Linked DNA regions of Rattus norvegicus: region 2 is linked to region 1. Evidence: chromatin contacts called from public Hi-C data. All regions are on one chromosome and are shown on one strand. Each heading gives the region's core, a stretch centred on a gene start, on an enhancer-like site or on the middle of the called end of the contact. The rest is flanking DNA. Distances are from core to core; before and after follow the strand shown. Region 1 overlaps Aopep (aminopeptidase O). Region 2 overlaps Aopep (aminopeptidase O).

Region 1 (5,208 bases), core at 1,975-4,474:
CTGGTCTGCACAGCACATTCCTAGCCAGCCTGGTTTACACAGACCCTGTCTCAAAATAAAAGCAAGAAAGCAGATGGTAGTGCATACCCATGCCTGAAGCACTACCCAGATCAGGGCATGGTGCTGGTCAAGACATGGACTTTGCAGTGAGCCACGTTCAGGTCACATAGCCATGTTCAGGTGCTGATGCATGACCTTTGCCTTCCCCCTGGCCTCATGCTCATGCTCCTCCTCAGCACAACATCATCTCAACTGTACTTCCAGTGCACAGGGGCGGGAGACTTGATGAGATGATCTTTGCTCTGGGGTTTTATATCTGATTTTGTCTTCCTTGGAAACTGTGTGCTGTGTCTGAGCGTGCCACTGTCAGGACGCACTAGCAGATGGAGCCCTCAGTTGGAGATCTACACTCTTTCTTACCAGCTCTCCAGACCCCTACCTTTTGTTGTTTTGGGAAAAGGTTCCTAAGCCTCAATTTCCTGGGGATTAAAATGAATCCATAAATACTTTCTTCACAGAATTAACAAGGTAAGATGAGGAAACTCTATAAACAAAAGACTATAAACAAAATGTGAACAGCCCATGGTCGGGTTTATCAGGTTGTTTCTGGGCTGTCGGGCTTTGTGCACATGCTTGACCACTGAGCCATGACCCAGCCTAGCATGACCGTTGGTTAATGTGGTTTCTGGTCATGGGAAGGCTCTTTCTTAGCTGAGAGAGTCTATGCTGTCTCTTCAGCTCTGTATTTTTTTTCCCCATAAACTAAAGCAGAAAAGGGGAAAACTTAGCCTTCTAAGGGTGTGTGTTGTCTTCTGCTTGGAGAATTCCTGGTCTTGGGTTAATGGTTGGTTGTCATGTTCTTTGCCCCTGGAGTAGGGACAGGGATGGGGTGGAGGTGGAGATGGGGAGATGGATACTCCGAATCAAGGTTTCTTGGCTCCCATTTTCTGATACTTCATGGCTCCGTGTCATGGGTGTTCAGCATCCATGGCTCCTCTGTTTATGAGGCTCCCTTTCTCCTGTTATAGGACTCCAAATGCCCCCCAGATATTGCCAGATATTTCCTGAGTGGCAAAGTCCCTCTTAAGAAGCTCTGCTTTAATGTAGCAGTGGGTTCAGAAAAGGCAGCTTTTAAAATCACGTGATGACTGTCTAACACTTGCTAACAGCCTAGGGTAGGGTTCGATAGCTAACAACATTTAGGAGCCACCTGGAGCCCACTCCGCCCCACCAAAAGCTTTAGAGAATGGAACTTTGGGAGAGGCAAGTTCTTCTGGTAGAAGAGGAAGACAGACCAGCAAGGGTGGCAGCAGGCTGGTACGGAACAGTGAGCCCATGCTGTGGCACCCAGAGAAAGCCTCTGTAAGCATCTGCAGCAGCACCTCTGTGTGGGCTGCCTGTGGAGATACAGGCTGTCTCTCACAGACCCTTCTCTACATTGCTGGCTGTGTCAGAGAGCCTGGCTAGCCTCAAGTAGCTCCAGGCCTCCTTGCCTCCAGCAGAGTCTAAGTAGCAAGATGAGGTAGAAACTGACCCTACTGAGGCCAGGTGTGGGTCTCCAGTGCAGCCCTAGGTTTGAAGCAGTTGTTAACACAAGCTTTGCACCAAGGCCTTAGCACCCATGGCCCTGCCCCAGGAGGTCAAGGCCTATGAGTAGAAACAATGCCACAGCACCAGCTGCCTCTTCACGGTTGCTGGAGACCCATGGCTGCCCTGGGTAACAGTGATACAGGGCCTCATCACCAAGACTCCAACCTGGTCAGTCACCAACCACTACTGTTGAATACATCATTGTGAGAGGACACTCTTAAGATGGGTATTCAGATCGAATATAAAACAAGAAAGTAATGTAGAGTGTTGAAAGACAGTAAGGGAACTGGTATTCGGGGTAGAAATTAAGGTTGGGTGTGGTAGCATTGATCTTTAATCCCAATACAGAGATGCAGAGGCACACAAATTTTGGAGTTCAACGTCAGCCTGGTGTACACAGTGAGTTCAAGGCCAGCCTGGTATACATCTCACAGAGAAACTCCCTGAGGACATCTTGATCACTGTGTGTTCCACCTGGCAACTCACAGCTACAGTGTTCAAAGCAGTAGACACATCTTTGTGGTACAGAGGACCCGGAGTGTTGTGATTGAACCCAGGTGGCACATAAGGGCCGCAGGCTTCAGAGTCCGACTCAGTGTCTTCTGTGTGAAAAGTCAGAAAGGTGCTTGTGAGCTCAATAGTTAGGCAGGCCTGTTTGCAGCCCTGCCTCCTCTAACGTGGAGAAGAGGCCCTGTGTCCGCCTCTCTTTAGCTGTATCCACACCCCCTTCCTTGTGCTTAGTTTGTAACAGTGTCTTTACGCACTTTTCAGTCAGGAAAGTATTGCTTAGATTTTTTTAGTGGTTTTCTTCTTTGTTACTTGGTTCAGTGTTCACAAAAGTTTTCTGTGGAAAGCCAGCAACAGACAAGAGTCTCCTATTTTTCTGTGATAAGAGGCTTTTTTTTTTTATAGCTGACCTAAAATAACAAAAGTAGAGATTTGCCTTTCTTTCTTTCTTCCTTCCTTCCTTCTTTCCTTCCTTCCTTCCTTTTTTTTAAACGTTCTCTGCTCCTGAGGCTGGAGACTTTCCTTAACTGTAAATTATTACAGCGCACTGGTGCACTGGTTGGCCAAGTGTCTGTTAAAGTGGATAGACATGAACAAAAACCTGAGGAATGGAGAACATATTCTGGCCTGTTTTCTTCAGAGAGCTTTTTAGGGACTTGTGGGCCGAGGAAGTGTGTAGGGGCTTGAAGCATCGTGGTAGCCTGCTCAGAGCAGAGGCTTTCCTTTCCGTGTCTTACTGCTGTCATCTACTCTGTGACTACATTGCTTCCATGGGAGGGAGAGCTGTCCCGGCCTGGTCACTGTTTCTACCAGCAGCAAAAGTCCTCTTTTTCTGGAGATACCAGGTACCACATGTCACCGGAAGAGGGTGAGTGGTGCTGTCACCTCCTGATCTCAGAACCAGTTTGAAAGGTGTCACTGCTGAGTGTAGTCCTGGAAGAGAAAGCCATAACTGTCTGGATCCATTGCAGGGCTCATGTCTGCTCCAGTTCTCTTGACTGGCACTAAGCCTTCCTTCAATGGTATTAAATCATCAAATGAAACTCTATGTGTACAGGGGCAGGGAGACAGGGGAGGGAAGACGAGGCTCTGCCTAGATCACGGGAACGTTTCAAGCACAGGTGAGGTGAGGCAGCTGTGTCCTGCTTGCTTTGTTTGTGTTGGACATCTGTCACCACCCTAGGCCCTCCTCTAAACTGTTTGCACGCTGGTGTGGTAGCTGCAGCAGCTGAAACAGTACTCGGTGTGGCACCACAGACAGAGTGGCCGACACATGTCCCTCTTTGTGTCTGTGTGTGCATTCTTGTGCATGAGGTTTGGCCAGCCTTGTGTGTCATTGTTCCTCAGGAGCCATCCATTTTGTTTTGTAAGACAGGGGTCTCTCACCTGTTAGGCTAGGTTGGCTGGCCTGTCTTCATAGCTGCTGGAATTAGAGGCTCACCATTCCTCATATTTGCAAGGCAAGAACTTTACTCATCGAGCTCTTTCCAGTCTCCAGGTGTCACTCCTAACACGGGCTCAGGAATTTACTAACATGTCTGTACAGCATCTACTGAAGTAAGGTCTACTTCTCTTTATTAGAAAAATAATGTTCAAGTTGCAGTCCTTTGGGAGCAGGGAGCAGTGAGGGAGGAGGAGGAGCAGTAGAGTAAAACAGACGCTCAAAGTTCTGTGTGGCTCACACACCACGACTGACAGTCGTTTGTTCTCTCAGGAGAGAGAGCAGGCCAGTACCTACCATTGCGGACACCCCTGAACAGTTCTTAGCTGGCAGTGCCATCAGCCTATAGCCCTGCAGTGGCTGTGCCTTTCACAGTGAGCCCTCTTTAAAGCAAGTAAATCTAATTTAAGCACAAATTGAAAAAGCAGGGTTGTTTATTGCAGTGTAGACTTATTAACTTACAAAAGCCCCAAGCTTTCGTCTTTCTGTTTACAGATATAAAATGAAACTCCAAATGGGGTTTAATGGGCTTCCCAGATCATGTTCCCTGGACAGATTTTTTTTCCTTTAGCAGTAAATTTCAAAATCAAAAGGACTGAGAAAGAAAGGGGCTTCCTGTCATAAATAGGATGGGTGGTATTCTTCAAAGCATTTTATAGCTTCCAACTGTGCATTATAATTTCAAAGTCACTGAAAGCATTCTCCATTTGTAGAAGCACTGTCCATTCAGAAGCATGCTGCAAGCAGGCGCTGTGCTTGAATGCCAGTGGGAGCAGTGGCTGTCTTGCTTTCCCAACTTGCCGCAGAACCCTGCAGCATTGCCACCTAGCGACTTGGCAGCCAGCTTGGTCGCCCTGTTGGCCTGCCTCAACACTGGTTCTTCAGCAAATAAAGGCTTCTATCTGAGACTGACTTTCTAACTGTTACAAACGTGACGTGAGGATTTAAACTACTAGAACTGTCAGTAGACACCGAGATTCCAGGTTTTTCTAATATTTGTACACCAAAGTTTGGAAAGCACAAAGAATGAGCCAACCCAGTAATAAGCAGGCTCTGGGGAGGCTGGGTTCCTCTTTGAGCTTGCGAGTAGGCACTAACCACTGAGCTGTGGCTGTAGCACTGGGGGGGAGGGGGTCGATGGCTGACTCCTTGTTGTAACTTCATGTAAAACATTGGTATAGAAAAACCTGATAACAGGTCTATGTTAGGCAGCTGCTAGTCCAACGAATGCCTTAGATAATCAGTTTGTAAAGAGAATAGGTTCCTTTTGGCTCAGGCTACGGTTCCAGCCCCTGATTGATTAGCCCCATGACTTTGGTTGGGCCTGTGGTGAAGCATAAAGCAGGGCAGACCCACGTGCCTTCAGCCAGGAACCTCCTGCTCTCCTGGCTGCACTCATTCTCTCTGCACTGGCATCACCCTCCATGCCTGGCCAGCCCCTGTACTGTTCCCATAGGCCAGTGAGACGCAGGATCTCCCCTCTAATAATCCTTTCAGAATGAATGCTGAGACAGGAATTGGAACTGCAGGGACAGCAATAGGACTTGGGAATTGGGACCAGCACTTGGGGCTACCCTACATGTTGTGCTGGGTCCATCCCGCGGTTTCCAGGATTCCCACCTACCTTTGACATGGTAGGTTTGGGGAAGAAACACTTGGCTAGCACTGTA
Region 2 (5,208 bases), core at 1,119-3,618, 120 kb before region 1:
ATGACTGCTTGCTCGTGGGGAACAAACAGAAAGAGGGAAGATGAAGCTCACTCCGGCAGCCACTCCTGTGACTCCTCTCCTGGAGTAGTCATTCATGGCCTCCACTGGAACCAAGCGACTGACCCTAGTCAGAGGCAGTCCCTCTACAAATCCACTCATCCCCTTTGAACCTTCCTGGCTTGAGTCAGAGTCAGCTGTCTGATCCTTGCCCACATAGCCATGACTGTCACAGTGGCCACTGGACTCTTTCCAGAGATGAGCCTGCTCATACAGTCTGAAGTTTTGTTTTAGCTCACGGGGGCACTGCTGCCAGCAGTATGTCTGGAATGTTATTTACTTGTGCATTTCTGTGGCTTTTCATGTAGCGTCGCCCTTGGCAGAGCCAGGGGTCATTCACTTGAGAATGCCAGGCTGTGCCATTTGTCTTCCTTGGTAAGGTAAAGGGAGGCTGGCTCCTGTGCTGGGAGGTTCCCTCACTGCCTGCCTTCTTACATTTTTGTCTGAGCTAGTAATCTGTTTGACTCTCGGTGCCTGTTGCACCGCACCCCTTTCCCCTCCGTGCCTCAACTCTGCTTTAATGTGTGGGGTTTCTGTGGGCTTTCCGGAAAGCCTGGCAGATGCTTTTTCATCTGCGCGCCTGCCCTGTTATTACTTCACATGAAAGCTGTCTATTTTGGCAGTCCTGACTCCCGCGATTGCAATTTAGCTCTCTGAGCTGAATGGGTGATATTGTGCAAGGGAAATATAGGTGGGGTTTTTCTCTAATGGGGGCTGTGGGGGCGGACCAAAAAGCTACATGCTGCTGCCTTGGCTTGTGCAGAGCTGACATGATGGCAAACAAATAGGCTTTGAAAGAAGGAGCTGATTCCTTACTTTGGGAGTTCTCACAACTCACTTGCTTTAATTGTTAGATTTGTTTTTAAAGAATAAATTCTTCATTAGGAAAAACATAAACAAGTTCTAGATGAATGCTAAACACTGAAGGTGGGAGCAAAGTGAAGATCCTGTCCGTCCTTTCTGACAGACACTTCCTCCCACATCATCTCTACAGTTTTAATCATGGTATTTGGAGTCACAGAAGGAACTATGGGAACTGAGATTAGAAGTGTCGGCATACAGGGCCAACCCTTGGGCCATTTGCACCCCTGGGAGTAATAGTGCTCCCTGGTCACATGAGTCTGTAAGGGCCTGCAGCTTACATGGAAAGACTTTGTTTGCAGTCACTGGGCTCTTCTCTGGGCTACCTACAGAGTCTCCTCTTTGGTTGTTAACTCCACAGTCAGCTCTACTGTGAAATGGAAGATTTGGGGGTTCTATTCTTTTTGGCTTTTCCTGGCCTTCCGAGTGACGTCCTGATTTGCCTGTGATCTGCTAGAATTTTTGGCTGAACGACTTCTTTGATCATTCTCGTGACAGCATGGACTTCACCTTCTCACACCTGTTCTTCTTTTACAGTCCAGATCTCAGAGTAAACGTTTCCATTGCCTTGTAATTTTTTTCAGCATAAACCTTAGTGCAGGTTACTTATTACAGGCAATAGCAGCTTGATGACGAAGACAACTGCTGGCAGACACAGCAACCTGAGCAGCTGCCAGAAATGTAAACTGCCACTTGATTTGGGTCTAAAAGCATCGCAACCGCATCTATCCATCATGATCCGGCATGCACACAGTAATAACAGACTCTGTGGGCTAAGAAAGCCGCCCCACTGAGTAGCCACAGGGACAGGTGCTAACAGGACTCCACGTGTTTTTTCTCCCATTATCTGCAGCCCACACATCATCTTCCTCTCTCAGAGCACCTTGACAGGCACAAGCCATCTCTGCGGGACCCGTCTTTGCCATGAAATTGCTCATGCCTGGTTTGGCCTAGCCATAGGGGCCCGAGACTGGACAGAGGAGTGGCTCAGCGAAGGATTTGCCACTCACTTGGAAGATATATTTTGGGCTGAAGCACAGCAGGTGGGTTCAAAGAATTTCCCTACTCAGAATCTGGTTCTGTTTTCACTCACTCATTCACTCATTATTCATTCAGTAGTTATATGCTGACTGCACTGAGCACTGTTTGCTGAATAAATCACTGTAAAGCCTCGTCCCTTCGTCCCTTCGAGTTCATGATCTAGAGGTGGAGGGAAGAGACAACAAAAGACAGAGCAATGTGATAAGTGCTGTAAGGAGAGAGGGGCCTCACACAGAGTAGGGGGAGATCAGAGTGGAAGGAGCTGGTTTATGATAAGTACTAGAGAACGAGCCTCACACAGAGCAGAGGGAGCTGGTTTGACCTTGACCCTGAAGTCAGAGAAGACCTCTGAGCACACATGTTTGAGCAGAGGCATGAAGAAGGTCAGACTCCTGCATTGCCTAATCCCATATAAATACACAGGATGTTTTGGTTTGGTTTTGGTTTTGTCTTGTCTTGAGACAGGGTCTGGCTGTGTAGCACCAGGCAGCGTGGAGCTTCCTATATAAACCAGACTGGACTTGAGCTTATATGAGTACTCTTGCCTGCCTGGCTATGGGGCTTTTTAAATAATCAGATTCAAATGTTGACCCCTAGTGGGTGTGGTTCATACTGGGTGAGGCTAAGGCAGGAAGATGGATAAGAGTTGAGGCCAGCTTAGTCTTCATAAGTTCCGGATCGTCAGCCAGGGTTAGATAACAAGACCCTATCTCAACCCCCTTCCCTATAAAAAAATGAATAAAAGTCAGGAGTGATATTTTGGATGAAGGTAAGGCATTTGATGCTGCGGATTAGGTGGCCTGCCGACCTGGCCTCTGCTCCTCCTCTACAGTCAGCTGTCATGTTTAAAGGGAGGCTCAGTGTGGCTGGAACAGCAAGCCCCAGTGTTTGAGGGAACTCAGGATTTCTAAATTCTTATGATGCTCACTAATTCAGAAAAGATGTTATAAACCAGGGGTAGCGGCTCACACCTGTATTCCCAGTGTGGGAGATCTTGAGCATGAATATTGTCACAGCTTTGAAGGAACCCTGGGCTATGTAGTGAGCTCAACACTGGCCTCAGCTTGACTGATACTGTGTCACAAAACACAAACAAGCAAATTTTTTATCCAGTGTACAAATTAAGGGCTGATTTGTAACACAGTGGCCATGCTTCTGATTATCCTGTAGGCTATAGGTTGAACCTATGTGTTCAGGAGCTGAGAATGTTCACTCAGTGGTCATGTGCCTCTGCTTAGCCCACAGGCCTGGACTCAACCTCTAGGATGAAAAGCACGGACCAAACCCTCTTTCAGTGCCTCCACTCTAACCTTGACCCGAGCTTTCCTGAGTATGGGACTGCAGAGCCATTTCCTACCTTCTGTCTACTTCCTGATCCTGGGGCCACTCCTTTTCTTCACGGTCTCCATCCTTGCCACCCTGGCTTCTTGGAACTGTTCTAAAACTCCCAAGTTTGTTTGCACTGTTTGATTTTTGGTCAAGAACATTCTGCCTGGTGAAACCTTGTGTTTCAGTGGCCGGCTTAAGGCCCCATCAAACTGATTCACACCCCAAACTCCCCAACACAGCTTTGCTGGACTCTGGAGTCCTGCTGCTTCTGCCATGTGTGATTCTTATTCTCACTACAGAGACAGAGTCATCACACAGTGTTGCTGCCTCTCATTGTCCTCTTGTCCCAATCTGTATACCCCGCTCCAAAGAAGCTACCCCGTTGACTGGGTCCCAGCTCACCTGCTCACTGGCTTTCTGAGTACAGGCAGGATATACAGCTTCCTTGGACCTCGGCTTCCCCCTGGGGGAAATAGGTCTAAGAAGGCTCATATTCGCAAGTTGGATGAAATAACATGTGAGTGGGATTAACACATCCTAGACACACAGAGGCTGTGTATGAAATGCCGTTTGCTTCCACCCTGGGTCAGTTGGCATTTTGCAAAGGGTGAATATCCGTGTGCTCTGTCTTCGTCTCCCCTGAGTAGTTCCTCTCTAAGACAAGCAAACGGGAGCTCCCAAGTTCGTTTCAGCCCTCCCACAGGGTCTGTCTCTGACAGAGCAGGCTGAGCTGCGTTTCTATGTCTCAAGGCTGTCATGTCTTCCGTGGCCTTTCTACGTTTAACCTATGGGACTAAAAGGTGGTGGCCAAGAGAAAGCAGTTCATGGAAGGAAAGAGAGAAATACCAAACCAAAGAGCAGATGAGTGTCAGGTACTGTGCACATTCAAAGTTAGAAGAGGCCAGAAAGCCTTATGGAGAAACTGCCTGCTGCTGTGGCTTTAGGGAAAGCAGAGGCTAGGCTCTTTCCACTACTCCTGTACCCATAACCTTCTATAGGGGCCACCTCACATCACCTTCCCCAGTGCATGTAGTAACTTCAACATAAAAGAATGCCAAAGCCCCTTGGGCAGACAGTTTTCTAGAGTACTCCAGAGAGTTTAGGGAGGTTTCTAGAGAACATCTATCACTCTGATCCTGTCCTCCAAGGGCCAGCCTGATAAATATCCCTTTTGTGTCTTCCTGCAGGAGAGGGCATGAGGGATAAGGACAGGACTCTTCTCTGAGCCATAGCAGCTCCAGTAGAGAAGAGGGTGACAGAATGCAGTGCTGGTGATGGCTTCATGGAGACATGCACTGCAGCACTGAGCCCAAGTGCACAGCAAAGCATGTCAAGTTACAGAACGAGGAGGAAGCTGCAGCCTCTCACAGTAGCTGGGGAGAAGGAAGTTGACTTGCCAGGTTGGATGGTACACTACCTTCATTGACTGGATAAAGTCTATGCTCCTTCCCTCATCTATATTATTCTGCTTGGGCTGTCATAATCAAACTCCAGAAGTTGTGACTTAAGTAACAGATTAAGAAGCTGACAGGAAGCTCAAAATCCAGGGACCAACAGAATTGCTTTTCTGTAGTGGCCTCTTATCCTTGCTGCTGCCCAATGGTTGCCTCCTCACTTTAGTCTCACACAATCATTCTTCCATTCCATTCTTGAGAGATGGACAGAGCTCTGGCATCTTCCTCTTAATAAGACCACAACCCTGAAGGTTCCCCTCTGATAGCTTCATTTAACCATAATCACCTTGGGAAGGTCTTGTCTCCAAATACGTTCACATAAGCTCAGTCTTTCATGTGCATATCTTGTGGAGCAGCCTGTTGATCTTCCGGCCCCTCTGTAACTCTGCCCTCCTGCCTTGGTTGTCTGTTTCCAACCTGTCCATACCCCTCACTGATTTCTAGGAACATCACACTCTTTCCAAAC

What was found. Hi-C and Micro-C count contacts between places; a contact is called where the count stands out from the background.
Region 2: a Hi-C map of liver shows a contact between it and region 1, with 1.9 times the contacts expected there. The contact joins two enhancer-like sites. A contact is called at or near these places in 2 of 12 Hi-C or Micro-C datasets (both in liver).

What each region holds. Positions count from the first base shown.
Region 1 is chr17:1,829,182-1,834,389 of GRCr8, reverse strand. All of the region lies in intron 14 of Aopep (aminopeptidase O), which reads left to right. Among named protein-coding and RNA genes, the nearest start is that of Mir23b, 12 kb to the right of the region's middle. Within about 2 kb of position 3,224, at least 5 of the 93 cell types and tissues checked have an H3K27ac peak or open chromatin away from gene starts, as enhancers often do. A contact at or near this core is called in liver, where this site is marked.
Region 2 is chr17:1,944,106-1,949,313 of GRCr8, reverse strand. It overlaps Aopep (aminopeptidase O), which reads left to right. Exons shown (of 17, transcript NM_001012346.2): 6 at 1,772-1,961. Among named protein-coding and RNA genes, the nearest start is that of Mir23b, 130 kb to the right of the region's middle. Within about 2 kb of position 2,368, at least 4 of the 93 cell types and tissues checked have an H3K27ac peak or open chromatin away from gene starts, as enhancers often do. A contact at or near this core is called in liver, where this site is marked.